2 separate regions of the Neogale vison genome follow, and region 2 is linked to region 1. The links are chromatin contacts, called in public Hi-C maps. All regions are on one chromosome and are shown on one strand. The core of a region is the stretch at or near the end of the contact, and the rest is flanking DNA. Distances in the headings are between cores, read along the strand shown. Region 1 holds the start of SMNDC1 (survival of motor neuron-related-splicing factor 30). Region 2 holds the start of SMC3 (structural maintenance of chromosomes protein 3).

Region 1 (7,643 bases), core at 3,060-5,559:
TTTCTCTGTTCCTCTATCTCTAGTTCCTATAGACAGAAATTTGGATCAAAAGGCTTGATTATATTTAGGTTAAGCATTTGGGGCAGAGTTCTTTCATTGGGGATGTTGTTGCATCAAATCAAAAGGCCTATAAAGTCAGGTTGTTCACTATTAGCGGTGCTAAGTGTGATCACTAGGTTAATTACTTTATAATTAAGTAATCTGTGGGGTGATACCGTGACACTGCAAACATCCCCTTTTCCCTAGTTCCTTTTAAAGACAGGTTCTAGCATCTACTGATGATCTTTACCTCAATTATTAAGGACTGCACAGATTTTTCTACTTGTATTATTCCATCTGTAGGTACTGGCTGGCATTCTCCTATAACAAAAAAAAATAACCCTTCTCTCACCCTTGATTTTGAGTATCACTCTAGACTTAGGAACTTTATTTTTTTTTTAAAGATTTTATTTATTTATTTGACAGAGAGAGATCACAAGTAGGCAGAGAGGCAGGCAAAGAGAGTGAGAGGGAAGCATGCTCCCTGATGAGCAGAGAGCCCGACACAGGACTCAATCCCAGGACCCTGAGATCATGGCCTGAGCCAAAGGCAGCGACTTAACCCACTGAGCCACCCAGGCGCCCCTAGACTTAGGAACTTTAAAAATGTATTCAATGGGGGCGCCTGGGTGGCTCAGTGGGTTAAGTTCGGCTCAGGTCATGATCTCAGGGTCCTGGGATCGAGTCCCGCATCGGGCTCTCTGCTCAACAGGGAGCCTGCTTCCCTCTCTCTCTCTGCCTGCCTCTCCATCTACTTGTGATTTCTCTCTGTCAAATAAATACATAAAATCTTAAAGAAAATGTATTCAATGCTTCGCTCATCTATCATAGTCATTATTCTGTTTAGCCCAGCTTGACTCACATTTGGCCAAAGGAGTCAAACTTGATTCTGTGACCCTTCACTTAATCCTATAGTTTTGGGGGTACTTCCTTGCTTTCTGGCAAGGTAATCTAGGCTCACCTTTGTACTTTTGTATTTTCTGGGCCTCAGACCTGAAAACAACCATTTCTCCAAGAAATGCGGTTTCTTTTGTGGAGAAAGGGATCTAGGTATCAAGATATGGGGACCCTCCATTGGGAGAAATTATATATATTCTTCTAAGAAATATACACAAATAAACCCTAATTCAAATTTAACATCAGAGACCTTCCTCCTAAACCTTCTTTTATTTTATATTTTTCATTTGTTTTCTCCTAGATTTCTAACATGTATTATTCACTTTATAGTAGACCTAAAAAGTTTCAAAGTTGCACTGCCAATAGTACTATTAAATCTGTGACATCTGAAATTTTTTGTTGTTGTTGTGCTTTTTGCCCTCAGAGTATATCCCACTAAGAATCCACATACGACTATTATTAAACACCATTTCCAAATATGTCTAAAGAACTTTGAATGCCATTTCTGATCCCTGTAAAGCCTTAGGTTATAATCTTTTTCAAACTCAAGGAATCCTGCTTTCTCTTTTTGGTGGTATGTTTTCAGTTCTTTAGTGGTACATGTAAAACACAGAAATAGCTGAAAATGCACATCCTGAGACAAGCAAGGCAGTGCAAATAAAAGTGGACAAGCCAGACTGCTATGACTGATGAGCACCTGCACTGGACAGCATGCATTTAAGGGTGTTTTTCCATCACCTTTAAATGAATGATGACACCCAAGAATCACCTCAGGGTATATTTTCAATCCACTGTGTGCAAAAACACTCAATAAGTACAAAAGGCCAGTAGCTTGCCCTATGGCAACTCTCCATGCAAACATTCAAAACACCTATTATGACTAAAGAGGGCAAAGGTACAAGCAGTTATTATGATGATATACATATCTCTAATTCATCATCTTAGGCATTTGTCAAGATTGCAAAAAATGTGGGCAAATCTGGTCCTACTTTTAGTCAGGAGGGAAGGCAATAAAAGCTAAACTAAATAAAGATGTAATCTCTTGGAGCTCCTGGGTGGCTTCATCATTTGAGCGACTGGCTCTTGATTTTGGCTCAAGTCATGGTCTCAGGGTCTTGGGATCAAGCCCTGAGTCAGGTCCCACACTCAGTGGAGTCAGCTTGTTCCTCTCCCTCTGCTCTTCCCTCCCTGTCCCACCTCTACATGCATTCTCACTCTCTCTTAAATAAATAAATCTTTTAAAAAAAATAGAATGCAATCTGTCATTTAACCAATAAATTGTTGCATACTCTTGTACTCTGCAGTGGGTTGGCACATTTCCAAAGGAAGCTGCTATATTTTAATTTTCTTTAGTAATTAAAGGCAATAGCTTATATTCTAAAAACAATCAGGAGTCTTCAAATGTTATTTACCTACTAGGTTTCAATAAAATAAATACCAGGTTTTAAAACTAGAGGTTTTAGATACTGCTCTTTTTGAAGAATAAGCATGATCAAATTTGAATGAGAACATTTTAAGAAAAATTAGACACTGAGTAGATTTTCACACTCAGTGAAGGTGGTAAGTCTGAACATTTATTTGAAGCATCACTCTTAGTCAAAGTTTATACTTGCTCCAATTTTGTCTCTAATAGCTTTTGAACCACTATGAAATTAAATGAGTACATGTAAAGCGCTTAGAATGTCGTCTGGTATATACAACTGTTATTTCTTTATGAGAATTAAAATTAAAACTATATTGTTTTTTCCCCACCAAATACAATCCATGTTGTACAGAGGAGCTAGAGATTAAAAGCAATCCTGAAAATAAAAGCTATCAAGATGATACAGAAATCCATACATGAGCTTATAACAAATACTTTCCTCTCTCTCTGTCTGGAAGTGGTTCATTAAGAGTTCTCCTATTTGAGGGGTGCCTGGCTGGCTCAGTCAGAAGAGCATGCAATTCTTGATCTCAGGGTTGTGAGTTCAGCCCCTCACTGGGTGTAAAGATTACTGAAATAAATAATAAAAAAAGAGTTCCCTTAATTGATTTTTACACAACTGCAAAATATACCTTATATTCAAGGAAGATCTTCCTGGCATTTGTTCTTTAAATACACAATTAGAATAAGTGCAGTTTTAAAAAACTACATTATATTTTGAACAAACTTCTCCCATGTTAATGAAGCACATCCTTTCTGGTCTGTTTTGCCTCTTAATTCTAGCTACACACGGCTGCCCTCTGCAGCATTTCAGTTCTTCCAAATTGCCACACCAATGATCACAAACCTAATCTAGTTTCCATTTATGTCCGTGTATTTAGAGAAGGGAAGGTCCCTTCAAAAAAGCAAGAGGGCATCAGAGCAAGATGTCACAGTCCAAAAGAGCCCATCTGAGAGGAGGGCCTTCTTAGGGGTCCAGCAACATACCCCGACCCCCTAAAGAAGGTTTCCAGGCATTCGTGTAGCCTCTTTGTGTCACAGGATTTTATATTTTTAATTGGAAAAAATGATATATGTATGGAAAAATTTAGAAAGGGCAAACAGTGAAAAATATAACCAGTGAAAACATATGGCTTCTATTCCAAATCTCTAGATAGGTTTATGCATCTGCCCAGAGAGTATGTATTATTACAAACATACATTTCTTTTTAAACATAAAGTATTCACATCACTCTGCTTATCGTTCAAGAAAACATAACCTGGAGATGGTTTTCTATCAGGGGAGATTAACCTATATAATTTACGCTATTAAAACCAAGCAGGGTCTAACAAAATAGGTTTTAAATAAATCAACCTTCGCTCCAACAGGTTCTGCCACAATTACCTTTTTATTGCTACTAAGTATTCTCTTACTATATATAGCGATGGCTCTAAAACTTGAGCAGATATTGGTATCACCTGCGGCGCGTGTTAAAACAGGCTGCTGAGCCACCTCGAGTTTCTGAGTCAGGAGGTCTGGAGTGGGGGCTGAGAATCTGCACTTGTAGTAAGTTACCGCGCGATGGTGATACAGGAGTTGCGGGAACCACATTTTGGGAACCAACCGCTAGTATGCTCGCTGCTGTAAACTCCGTTCCTCCCACCTCCCAGCACCGCTAGTCTTAGAAGGAAAACGCGGTAACTCCGCTGGGAACTTCACGAACGGCCCAACAACACCCACTCCCAAAGAAGTCAAAGACTCTGCACTCACATCCGAAATCGGGATAACACAAACCTACATCCGGCGCCTAGAGCAACCTAGCTACGCCATTTCCTTTCTATGAAGCTCCGCCCACTCCGCGTCCCTAACGCAAGGGTGGGCCGCGCCGCGACAGCTAGGAATCACGTGGGTAGGGCGACGTCTCGCGAGGCTTTTAACCTCTCGCGAGACTTGATCCGCTTCTGTCTTTTCCTCCTTCCAGTGCCCGGCTTTCTTCCCCTCCCCCCCATCGCCGGCCAAGTTCTCCCATTTCGGACAGAGTCGCCTTGTTGTTACCGCGGAGATTTTTCCTACTGCAGCTGCTGCCGCTGTTGCCGCCGCCACTACTGGGCTCATTTGCCCCGACCCCTTCCTGTCGCCCTGCCCCCAGCCCCACACAAGGTAACGAAGCCGGCGAGGGCGAGAGCAGGGCCTCGGGGCCTCGGCCTCTCCCTAGTTGAAGCCGAGGCCTGAGGCCGAGGAGCCGGCCGCGTTAGAGAGGCCTGGGCGCCGGCAAGAGTCTTAGGGGCCCGGCCTCTTCTGCCACCCAGAGCTGGGCCCTGAGTGGCCCCGAACGCGGCCAGGACCTCTGTACGGTGGCAACGACCGGGGCTAACCCGGGAAAGCAGTCGGGTGGGGTTGGGATGGGGAGGCCTCAGCGGTTCCCTGCGGAGCGCGTTTGGGGGTGTGAGGCTCCGACGCTGCTGGGGTCCGCTCCGTTTGTTTTCCGTTTCTCTGGAGCTTGAATTGAATTCCGAGGTCTGGTTGTGGCGGGCTTTGAGGTGTTGGGTGCCTGGCTTAACTCTAGCCCCTTTGGAGCCCTTCCAAATTCCAGGCTGTGGTTGGACGGGACTTGTAAGACAGAGAAGGGTCCTCGGAACCCGCGCGTGTTGTCTTTACAAACCGAGAAAGGAGTCCTGTATCTTATTTTCCGGAAAAGAATGAGGCAGATTGGGTGAAAGGCACGCTCCTTAGAATGCCTAAACGGGCCAGTGGTTGTGCCGTTTTCTTTAATGAAGACGCTGCATCGGCAATATTTTAAGTGACCCGGTGAAACATTTTTGCTCTGGAGAAGAGCTTCTGAACACACTTACCAATTAATAGTTCATGTAGAGATTATTATCTATGTAGTTAGTCCAAAAGTCATATATATTTTGTTTAGGAAGTCTGCCTTAGGGCTTAGAAATATTTTCTTCTTAAATCTCGATTTTTTCCATCAGGTTAGTGCTTTTTAAAAATTTTTCCCGGCGAAGATGTAACAACCTTGTTAATTGAGCCAAATACAGTGTCTTCCCTGTTACAGGAGTTTAAAGAAGATTAGAAATTCTCCTTTTTCCTTTTGCCTTAGCTGTTGTCCGATAAATTCCACACAGAAACAAAAACAAGTTTATAATCTGCGGAATCCATTCCCTTGAAGCTTGGATTTGACTCACAGCTTTCCTCAGAGCTAAGAGTAAAGGTAATGGTAATGAGTTAAGTTGCAGCAATGAATTATATTAAGGAGTTGGGAGCAAAACTGGTAAGGATTAAGTCAGGCAGACAGGGAAAATTATTTTTTTATGGTGTTTTTGGTTGTTTTCCTGGTCTTACCCTTTTTATTTTCCCCCAGATGTCAGAGGATCTAGCAAAGCAGCTGGCAAGCTACAAAGCTCAACTACAGCAAGTCGAAGCTGCATTGTCCGGAAACGGAGAAAATGAAGATTTGCTAAAATTAAAGAAAGATTTACAAGTAAGTATAAGAGGACACTAATAGTTACTTCGCTTGGAAAAAGTATTTCTCTGTTTTTCAAATGATTTATTGCTTAGAAGCCAAAGCACCATTTGGAGGGGAGTGTTTCTTCTCCTTTCTTCCCGTGTGTGCATGTGTATGTGCACAGGGCGCACGGCTCCCAGTGGTAGGGTTGCTTCCTCAGTCGTATGCATCAGAATGAGTAAAGCATTGTTCTTATGTAAATCTTGTATGTTCACACAATTTTAAAAAATATTTGAATTAAGTCTCTGTCAAACCTAGAGAAGAGGTACATATAATTTTACAGTGGAGAGTGCTTTTATTTTTAAAGATCTGGCAAAGGAAATCTGAGAAGTAGCTAAAAGAAAACACATGGAATTAAATGTTACCTATACTGGTATTAGAAAAAAACAAATGTAGAAGCATTTTATAAATGATGAAAACAATGAGAAAAATATAACCTGATTAAGAGTCTTTTTAATGTCACAAGGTTCTTTGAAAAATTAGAGAATGTGTGTGTGTATGTGTGTGTGTGTGTGTGTGTGTGTTTCAAAGCTAGCAGGTGAACACCTTGTATTAAAAATACATAAAGATATCTAAAGAGATACTTGTTTTCTGCATACATGTTACGTAATATTTGAATTTAAGGCTAGATTTTACATTGTAGTTGTTGACACTTGTTGAAGTTAAATTGAATGGGTGTGGAAAGATCTTAATTTGTTTTGTTTGTCATGGGAAAATTCAGTAGGTATGAAACTTGCCTTTTTAAAACCTGCACTTGGGGTTTCAAAACAAAAAAAGATATAGTACATGTCTGTTGCTTTTCAGAACACGAGGTTGATTAATAAAAATACTGTATATCTATACATATGTATCACTTCATTTTAATAAATTTGAGAACTTAAAATTTTGAACCTGATTTTTTGAAAGTTCTAAAATGTGTTTTGATTTGGTGATTTTTCTTTACTGATTCAGTACCAAACTAGAATCATCTTTATCTAAATCCTTTCCCTCCCTTTATCATCCTCTTGCCCAATAAAATTAATATTTTAGAGTTATTAGAACTGCAAATAAATGAGACTTATTTGAAATAGGATCCAGATACAGGACTTTGAAAGAGTTTATCTGGGCATAATTAAAATGAGTTGAGTATTTTCAGGTTCAAGTTGTGGAATTAGGATAAACTTGCCTGAAATTGCAATAGTATGTAATTTTTGAAAACACAGAAAACCAGGACCCCTCTTCAGTATGTAGAAGTCAGGCCAGTGATTTGAGAGTGCTAGCCAATACTAAAAAGATGTTTGGGGAGCAATTTCTCCCACTCCCAGACCAATTTTCTGTTTACCTCAAAGAGAAATTCTGGCATGCATCTTCTTCTACTAGCTTAAAAGCAGTCTTTTTTTTCTTTGAAGAAAATAAAACATTGTTGATATTATGTATATATTGCTTCCTGGGCAGTTGGACGAAGGATATGTATGGAACTGGTAGAGGGGAGGTTGGGAGTGAAGGTTAAAACATTGTGAGGGGTTTTTTTCTTTTAATATTTCTAGAATAAACTGTCAAGAGTCTAGGCAGAATTGCCTTACTGTGACATGATCTTTAGTGGAAGTATTGTAGGGAGGGAGACTCTAGTGGTAGGCATTGTAGTAAGCACATAAATGTCCTTCTTAGGGTTCAGTTAATAATGACCTGGTGGTCATTGATCTGTGAAGTATCATCTTTTCTACAACCATTTAGAACAGCACTGTCCAGTAGAACTTTGTGTTGTGATGAAAATGTTTATATCTACTCTGTTGTCCTGTAGCTAGTAGGGACTA
Region 2 (7,643 bases), core at 2,914-5,413, 200 kb before region 1:
GAGCTGAAGGCAGAGACTTTAGCCCACTGAGCCACCCAGGTGCCCCTACAAAGCTTATTTATGCAGACAAAAAGACTGGAGGGCTGCGAGATAGATCCAGTTTGTATGTGCCCCAGATTGACCTGCCCTGACCCAAGTCTTGGTTGCCCGTCAACAGAAAAGCTCAGTATTCCATCACTGTAGGTTGTTTCAGCCTACCCTGGGTACACACTCAGCTCAGCTCTGTGAAAAACCAAAGAGGCTACAGTTCACTGACTACTTCAGGTGAATTAAGTCCCCAGAGTAACACAACCCAAGGACATGGGGGAACTGATGCCCTGTGTGGTAAAATGACCAATCAGAGACAGGAACCTGCAAACAAAACCCTCTCATTCCTTTCCCATCTGATCTTTCCCACACATGGTGGGTTCATAAAGTCTGTCTGAAAATTATCTAATTTGACCCCAAAACCAGCCGTGCCTTCTTTATAAAACTATGACCAGCCTTCCTCCTCATGCCAGCCCTTAGACTGCACCTTCTCATTAAAGCCTTATTAGTAGCTGAGTGTGCCTTGCACTCTTGTTTTCTAGGAAACCAGGTCTAATGTAAGTAGATTGTCAATATTAAGAATGGCTATTTCTGGGCAAGATTAGTGTTTTTTTTTTTTTTCTTCCTTTTAGCTTTTAAACTCTTCCATAATGTTCTATAATTAACATATATTTCGTCTGTTAAAAAGTTACAAAAAAGGTAACCTTAAAAAGGTATATGCTTGGTACATTCAGACATCATTCAACTATTCAAACAAGAGATTCAAACATCACCACAAGAGATATCTGCCTTCCAATCTTCAAAGTCAAAATCATTAAATAACAAAAGTAGTACGCTTTCATAGAGTATTCTTAATGTCAATCTCAGTCTATACTACTTTGAATCTTTCTTATATTAAGGTACCTGTTTTTAGAACATGTTTAAGCAGTAAAATCATATAGGCTTGTTAAAACAAACAAAAGAAAGAACACTAAGACAATCTCCTTTGTAACTATAACTATTAACAACCCTAATGTTGCATACAAAGCAATAAAGAACTGTTCGATAATAACTAAAACAAAAATATTTGATAGAACCTACAGACATAATCTAATCATCATAGGTAATAATGGTATCATTTTATAGCTCATTTATAAAATTATAACACTGATATAATTAAGATATTCATCTACTTTTAACCTGTAAAGAAAAAATATAAACCTAGCAATTATTCATTTTTCTCCATTTCTAAAGATTTTCTGGTTGATGAAAATCAGAAGGCACTTAGAATCAAAATATAAGCAAAATATTCGGTAAATCTATCCTTATAACACACCAATTAAATTAACTATTCAACAGGTACAGGAGGGGGGGAAAATGTTTCCTTTATTCCCAACTACAAGCGACAAGTGATGTACTGAGGGTAGGTTTTCTTCTTGCCCTCAGTTTTGTTTTGTTTTTTTAACTGTAGTTGACATTCTTACCCTCAATTTTTAAAATTTAATATTAATTTCAAAATAATGTTTGCCCTTTACTGATCTCCATATGAGTCTCACCTTACCACGTGAGACAGACTGAATTGTGCCACTCCCCTGTCCCAATCATATGCTGGAAGTCCTAATTCCAAATGCATGATATTTGGAGATAACGGCCTTTGGGAGATAATCAGCATCAAGTGAGGTTGTGAGGGGGGGGCCTTCATGATGGAATGAGTGTTCTAATAAGGAAGACGCAGAGAGAACCAAAGAGGTCATATGAGCATGATGATGAAGATGGTGACTTCCAGAATGTGACTGTGCCGGCACCCTGATCATGGCCTTGAATTTCCAAAACAGTCATAAAATAAATTGTTTAAGCCACTTAGTCTATATTTAATGGTAGACCTAGCAGTCTAAAATACCAATAAACCACACCAAGGACAATGTATAGACGTCTATCTGTAACAGTTTCTTCTGGCCTTTAAAAATTAAGCAGAACTTCAAGAAACACTTTCACTGGCTCTATCAGCAAAAAATGGAGAATATCACCTGAAGAGTCTTTAAACTAAACACTGTATTGCAGAACAAGAATCATTGTAGCTCTTTACCCTCACACATATACTTTCTCATTTAATTTTTCCAACAGCCATGTAAGATGAGTATCATTAGCTCCACTTTACAAACCCCTCAGGGAGTCAAGTTTGAAAATGTATCAGAACCGGGATTGGAAAGCCATCCTGTTATGCTCTAAAGTTTATGCTTTTTCTACCAAGCTGCATGGTGCGACCTTAAACAGTATGAAAAAAAACAACAACAACAACAAAAAACAATCCTGAGAACAATCTAATTTGTGAATAAACAATGGCCATCTTTGAAATAAGGAAACCGTGGGCTTTTTAATTAAAAAATGACATATCAACAACAGAACAGCTCAAATGCTAAATTTAGTGTCATTCGCTGTAAAGACACATTTTCATACATACCAGGCTAAATAAAAATGAGTAGTGATCGCCTTATGCAAATATTTTAAATGCATAAAATAAGCAATTCCTCAGTGCAGATAGAAGACATGCTATTTCTTTTTTCTTTTCTTTTCTTTTTTTTTTTTTTAAAGATTTTATTTATCTGACAGACAGAGATCACAAGTAGGCAGAGAGGCAGGCAGAGAGAGGAGAAAGCAGGCTCACCGCTGAGCAGAGAGCCCGATGTGGGGCTCGATCCCAGGACCCTGGGATCATGACCTGAGCCCAAGGCAGAGGCTTAACCCACTGAGCCACCCAGGCGCCCAAGACATACTATTCCATACAGAAAAAATAAATATAAAGTCATGTAATATTCAAAGCCAATTCCTCTTTCCTCAAGCCCAGACAGAACTTAAATGGCTCTCTACATAGAAATCTGATTTCGTAAACCATCAACACTTACCGATAACGTTATGTTTTGAACTGAAGGGATCTACAATTGTTTGATCTCTGTAACTCCGAAAGCCCTGGATAATAACCTAGTAAATAAAAAAAAAAGATACCTTTCAGAGAATACATACTAAAAGACGCAACTCCTAAACATTTCTCCTTGGCTCTTCTCTTTTCGGGGGTTTCTCATTTAATGCAAGACAGAGAACCTTCCATTTCTTACGAGAGAAACTCCTGCTGGAGGATGGTGATTAAAAATCTTCAACGACAACAGTCCGTTTACCAGTAACGACGGACAGCGCTGTTTTTTTAGGAGTTAACCATCAGGAGCCTGGTAAGGAACTCTCAGAATCAAGTACATTGCAGAAGGTTCGTGCGGACGCTCAGTATGACACTGCTTTAAGTAAAATGTGTCCAGCCCGCGGCCTGGCCCCGGCTTCCCTTACTCCAAGAGCAGTGGGCGCTTCTTTCGGACCCACCCGCCAGCCAAGGTAAGGAGCCGTTCCAAGAAAGGGGCGCTTCAAGCCCAACGCATCCCATGGAGAAACTTCTCTCCAAGAGCGTGGATGGGCTCATCTCTGCGGTGGACTCTTGCGCGGGAAGACCATTTTGACAGAAGTAAACAAGAGAACGAGGCGGCGCTACAGATTCTGCAAGGAGGAGGGTCCCTTTCACGTCCCCATTAATTCGGGGACAAAGACCCCGGGCTACGCTGACACCCCAATCTGAGCCCCCCAGGGGCGTCTCCGGGTCGGGGAGACCACCTCTCCATACACCCATGCAAATGGGCGGCGCGGGGCGAAGAGGACAACGCAGCTGCCCGCCCCGCCGCTGCAGACCCCGGCGCGGCCCCCAGCCAGCTCGGAGCCCCCAGCCCGCACCCGGCCCACCCAGGAAGGCCCGCTCCCCCTAAACGTCTCGGAAAGACGGATCCCTCAGACGAGCGCGCAGCAGGCGGTCGCCCCGATTCTCTGCGGCCCCTGCGCCCGCGGGGCGGGGCCTCTCCCCTCCCCCGCAGCCCGCGTCCAGCTCTGGGTCAACCCCGCCGGGAGGCGGGAGGCCGCGGGTCGCACCGGGACACCCCTGCCTCACGGAGTGGTCCTCAGAGGCCCGTAAGGGGGTGGGCGGGGCGCACAGGCCTCACCTGTTTTATGTACATGGTTCCACGGCCCTCACCGGGGAGGACTCCCCGCGAGAAGCGACAGCGCGGCCGTGGGGTCCAGTCAGGCGCCTACGAGACCCCTCCCCCAAAGCGTCGCTCGCTCCCGTCCAGCCAAACAAAATGGCGGCGCCCGTGGAGGCGGAGTCCGCGCCTTAGACGGAACCATCCTCGCGGCCCCTGGAGAGCGTAGGGGGAGTCAGGGTCAGGTCTTCTCTTTTCCTTTTGACAAAAAGAGCCTTCGACGGCGTCCCCCAGTGGATTTCATTTTATTGTTGAATTTATAGCTGAACTTTTCCTGATAATTAGTCGGAAGCTTCGTTCGTAAAAGCCTTGGCCGTGAGTTTGGCCCGTATTCCCTCCGAGAGCCGAGCCAATGGTTGCATCCACAAGGGCGTAAAGGTTCGGCGCCAAAGCCAAGAGTGAGAGCCTGAGGGCCAGTGGCGGAGCTTGCCGGTGGCCACGTGATCCCTGGCTGTTTAAAAATGCTTACCCGCGCTCGAACCTGGGAGTCCTGGGAGCTTGTGGGGTTCGCCGGGCGGAATCCGTGTTGCTCTGTTTATTCTTGATCGCTGCGGGAGCTTGTGTAAACTTAGAACGGCCCCTGCAGGCTCGGGACGGCACGCCCGCAGCACCGGGAAGGGGCCTGACGCTTGAAAATTTGTTTTACTAACGTGGTAATTAATACCCTGGGAGCTCTTACTACTTTGCCATTTACTGTAAATCTAGTCAGACATGGACAATTGCAACAAAAAGAAATTTAGATAAGAGTAAAAGCTCTTTTATTGTTTTAACAGCCTGAAAGATACTAGGTGCTAGGAGCACCCTAGATGCAGACTAATCTGATGAGTCTTAGGGGGAAAACTTAATGTAGTTAAGAAGCTGGATCTCTGGGCAGCTGTAAAATTACCTGCCGTTTAAGTTAGTGATCCTTGCTGCCCCTCCCGCTGCTGTGGGCTGTTCCAGCCCTAATTATTTCTAGATTGAACTATTTTTAATAGCCGGCTAACTTTATCCTTGTCAGCACCCCCTTGGTGCTGGCAGAGTCAAATCCTTTCCAGCTCTGGGTGTTTAAAAAAAAAAAAAAAAATCTTAAATATTTCAAATCCTAGATTAGTGTCTCTACACTCTCAATTTCTGTGGGTTTGTAGGCAGATTAATAAAGTTCAAAATTTCCATTTCCTATTCTATAATATGAGGATGATAAAAACATTTCATTTTTAGAATAAAAATAGAATGTATAAAATAATTTTATTTACTAAAATTGTAGAAATGTGTGCCCCTGAGGCTTTTATGAAATTGCAGTCTGGCTGACATCTTGATTTCAGCTTAATGACGCCTGAGGAGAGGACCCAATTATATTTCGCCCAGACTTCTGACCATGTTTCTTTCTTTTTTTTTTTTTTTTTTAGATTTATTTATTTGTTTATTTGACAGAGATCACAAGCAGGCAGAGAGAGAGGAGGAAGCAGGCTACCCAGTGAGCAGAGAGACCGATGCGGGGCTCGACCCCAGGGGATGGAGATCATGACCTGAGCTGAAGGCAAAGGCTTGACCCACTGAGCCACCCAGGTGCCTCCTGACCATATTTCAAAAAATTCTGATGCTGTAGACCTTTTCTCATAAATGTTAAACTCAGTTTACAATATCTGCAGCAATAAAGACTCCCAAGGACAGTGAAGGTGAAGTATAGGGCAAGGGCCAAGTACACACAGGATAAGACCCTACTTTTTCATTCTCATCCTTATACCCCCCTTCATTGTTAAGACATTCCAAAATAAAGCTTTGACTCTAAGCTATTGTCAGTTCACAGTCTTTTATCATCCCGGGAAGGAATCACAGAGTGATTTTATCTATCTCTAAGTTATTCCTCCCAACCTCTTAAAAAAGATTCTTTAATGTGTGCCCTATATATCTTTATTCTCAGGTTAGACAGATTTTCTATGGGTACCTTCCAATCCAATGATCAGGAAGGAAATATTATTATCACTCATTTTCAGTTGTTACGGTCCCCCAAAGATAGAACTAACACAGCAGAGATGATCCCAAATTATAGTTTTCTCTTGGTGACTCCTGGTACTGTGAAGTCCCAAATCACCTAAAAGAAAACCTAGAAAATTCTTATCCAAGTAAGATAGAACTATAGCATTTGTGGGAAGATGAGACTCGAAAGACAAAATCTTTTATTGCCTCCCTCATGGATATATAGGAGACATTGCCAGATTTCTTTAGGGAAAAAACTTGGGAGGAAACCTTTTTAGGTACTATGCCCCAAAAGCCAAGACTAAACACTTTATACCATTGCAGGATTTTTTTTCTTTTGGTGCCTGCATCAGACACTTTGAAAAATGAAGAGGTAGACAGAGAGGTGGGCAGCAAAGCAGCGTTTATTGAGCGATAACAAAGTGATAGCACAAAGCTCCCGAAGAGAGAGGGGACCTGGGAGGGTTGCCATTGAGATCTCTGAGTCTAGGGGTTTTTATGGGGTTCGTTGGAGGGCTGTTTTGATCTGATTAACCCTCCCTGTGCCTGTCGTCCAATCAAGGTTTTGTCATCCATCACATGGGAAAGCGTGGAGGGCTCATTCCAGGGTGGTTGTAAAATCCTTTTAAGGGTGGTTCCTCTTCAGGCAGGCGGCCTCCTTCTTCCTGCCTGCCTTTCTTCCTGCTCTTCATCCATACTTCCTAGGATGTAAAGATTCCCATCCCTCTACTGGATGCTGTTGGGGAAACTGTCCTTATTGGAAAAACCCATTCAAAAAACAACTGCCTTGGGGCGCCTGGGTGGCTCAGTAGGTTAAGCCTCTGCCTTCGGCTCAAGTCATGATCTCAGGGTCCTGGAATCGAGCCCCACATCGGGCTCTCTCCTTGGCAGGGAGCCTGCTTCCCCCTCTCTTTGCCTGACTCTGCCTACTTGTGATCTCTCTCTTTCTCAAATAAATAAATAAAATCTTTAAAAAAAAAAAAACTGCCTGAAAAACCACCAATAAACTTCACTTTGCTTCTTTATTTGTGTTCTCTTTCTGCTACAGTAATCTTCATATTTTTATCTTTAAAAACTCAAATTCTCATGTAAGCATGTGTCAACATTCTATTTAATTCATTAATGATAAACTCAATAACATGACAAAGCTGGTTTAAAAGATCAAAACTGAAATTTAGATCATCATTGGGAGAAAAAAGAACACTAAAATAATATTGCTAATTTAGACACAAAACTGGTAAATGCAGAGTGATAAACTATAACCTTTAAGGTAATCTAGTCTACTAGTCAAAAGAGATTCATCACATGTTATTGGTTTTCTTCCAGTTTTTACAGAATTGGAAACTATTTAGTCTCTGATCAATTGTGAATACTAAGTTGTTAATAACATTGAAAGGTCATGCAATTTTCTTCCTCCTGTCGTTCAAGTTTAGAGATATTTTTCTGGAAAAGGACCTTAAGAATAAAAATAAAACTTAAAGATAAACTTTCTTGGATACCCTAGATATTCCCAACAAGTTAAGGACCATGTTCTTCTATCTTATAGGAGGTACAGTCACTGTCTTTCCATAGAATCAATCACATTAGGCAAATTGGAGCTATAAT

What was found. Hi-C and Micro-C count contacts between places; a contact is called where the count stands out from the background.
Region 2: a Hi-C map of muscle shows a contact between it and region 1, with 6 times the contacts expected there. The contact joins the promoter of SMC3 here to the promoter of SMNDC1 in region 1. A contact is called at or near these places in 2 of 3 Hi-C or Micro-C datasets (fibroblasts and muscle).

Annotation. Positions count from the first base shown.
Region 1 is chr2:220,932,246-220,939,888 of ASM_NN_V1, reverse strand. It overlaps SMNDC1 (survival of motor neuron-related-splicing factor 30), which reads left to right and starts at 4,309. Exons shown (of 6, transcript XM_044240486.1): 1 at 4,309-4,499; 2 at 5,707-5,826. The coding sequence starts at 5,707. LOC122901105 (a long non-coding RNA gene) reads right to left here and starts at 4,169. Exons shown (of 3, transcript XR_006383359.1): 1 at 4,110-4,169; 2 at 1-26.
Region 2 is chr2:221,136,725-221,144,367 of ASM_NN_V1, reverse strand. It overlaps SMC3 (structural maintenance of chromosomes protein 3), which reads right to left and starts at 4,163. Exons shown (of 29, transcript XM_044240489.1): 1 at 4,041-4,163; 2 at 2,910-2,985. The coding sequence starts at 4,055.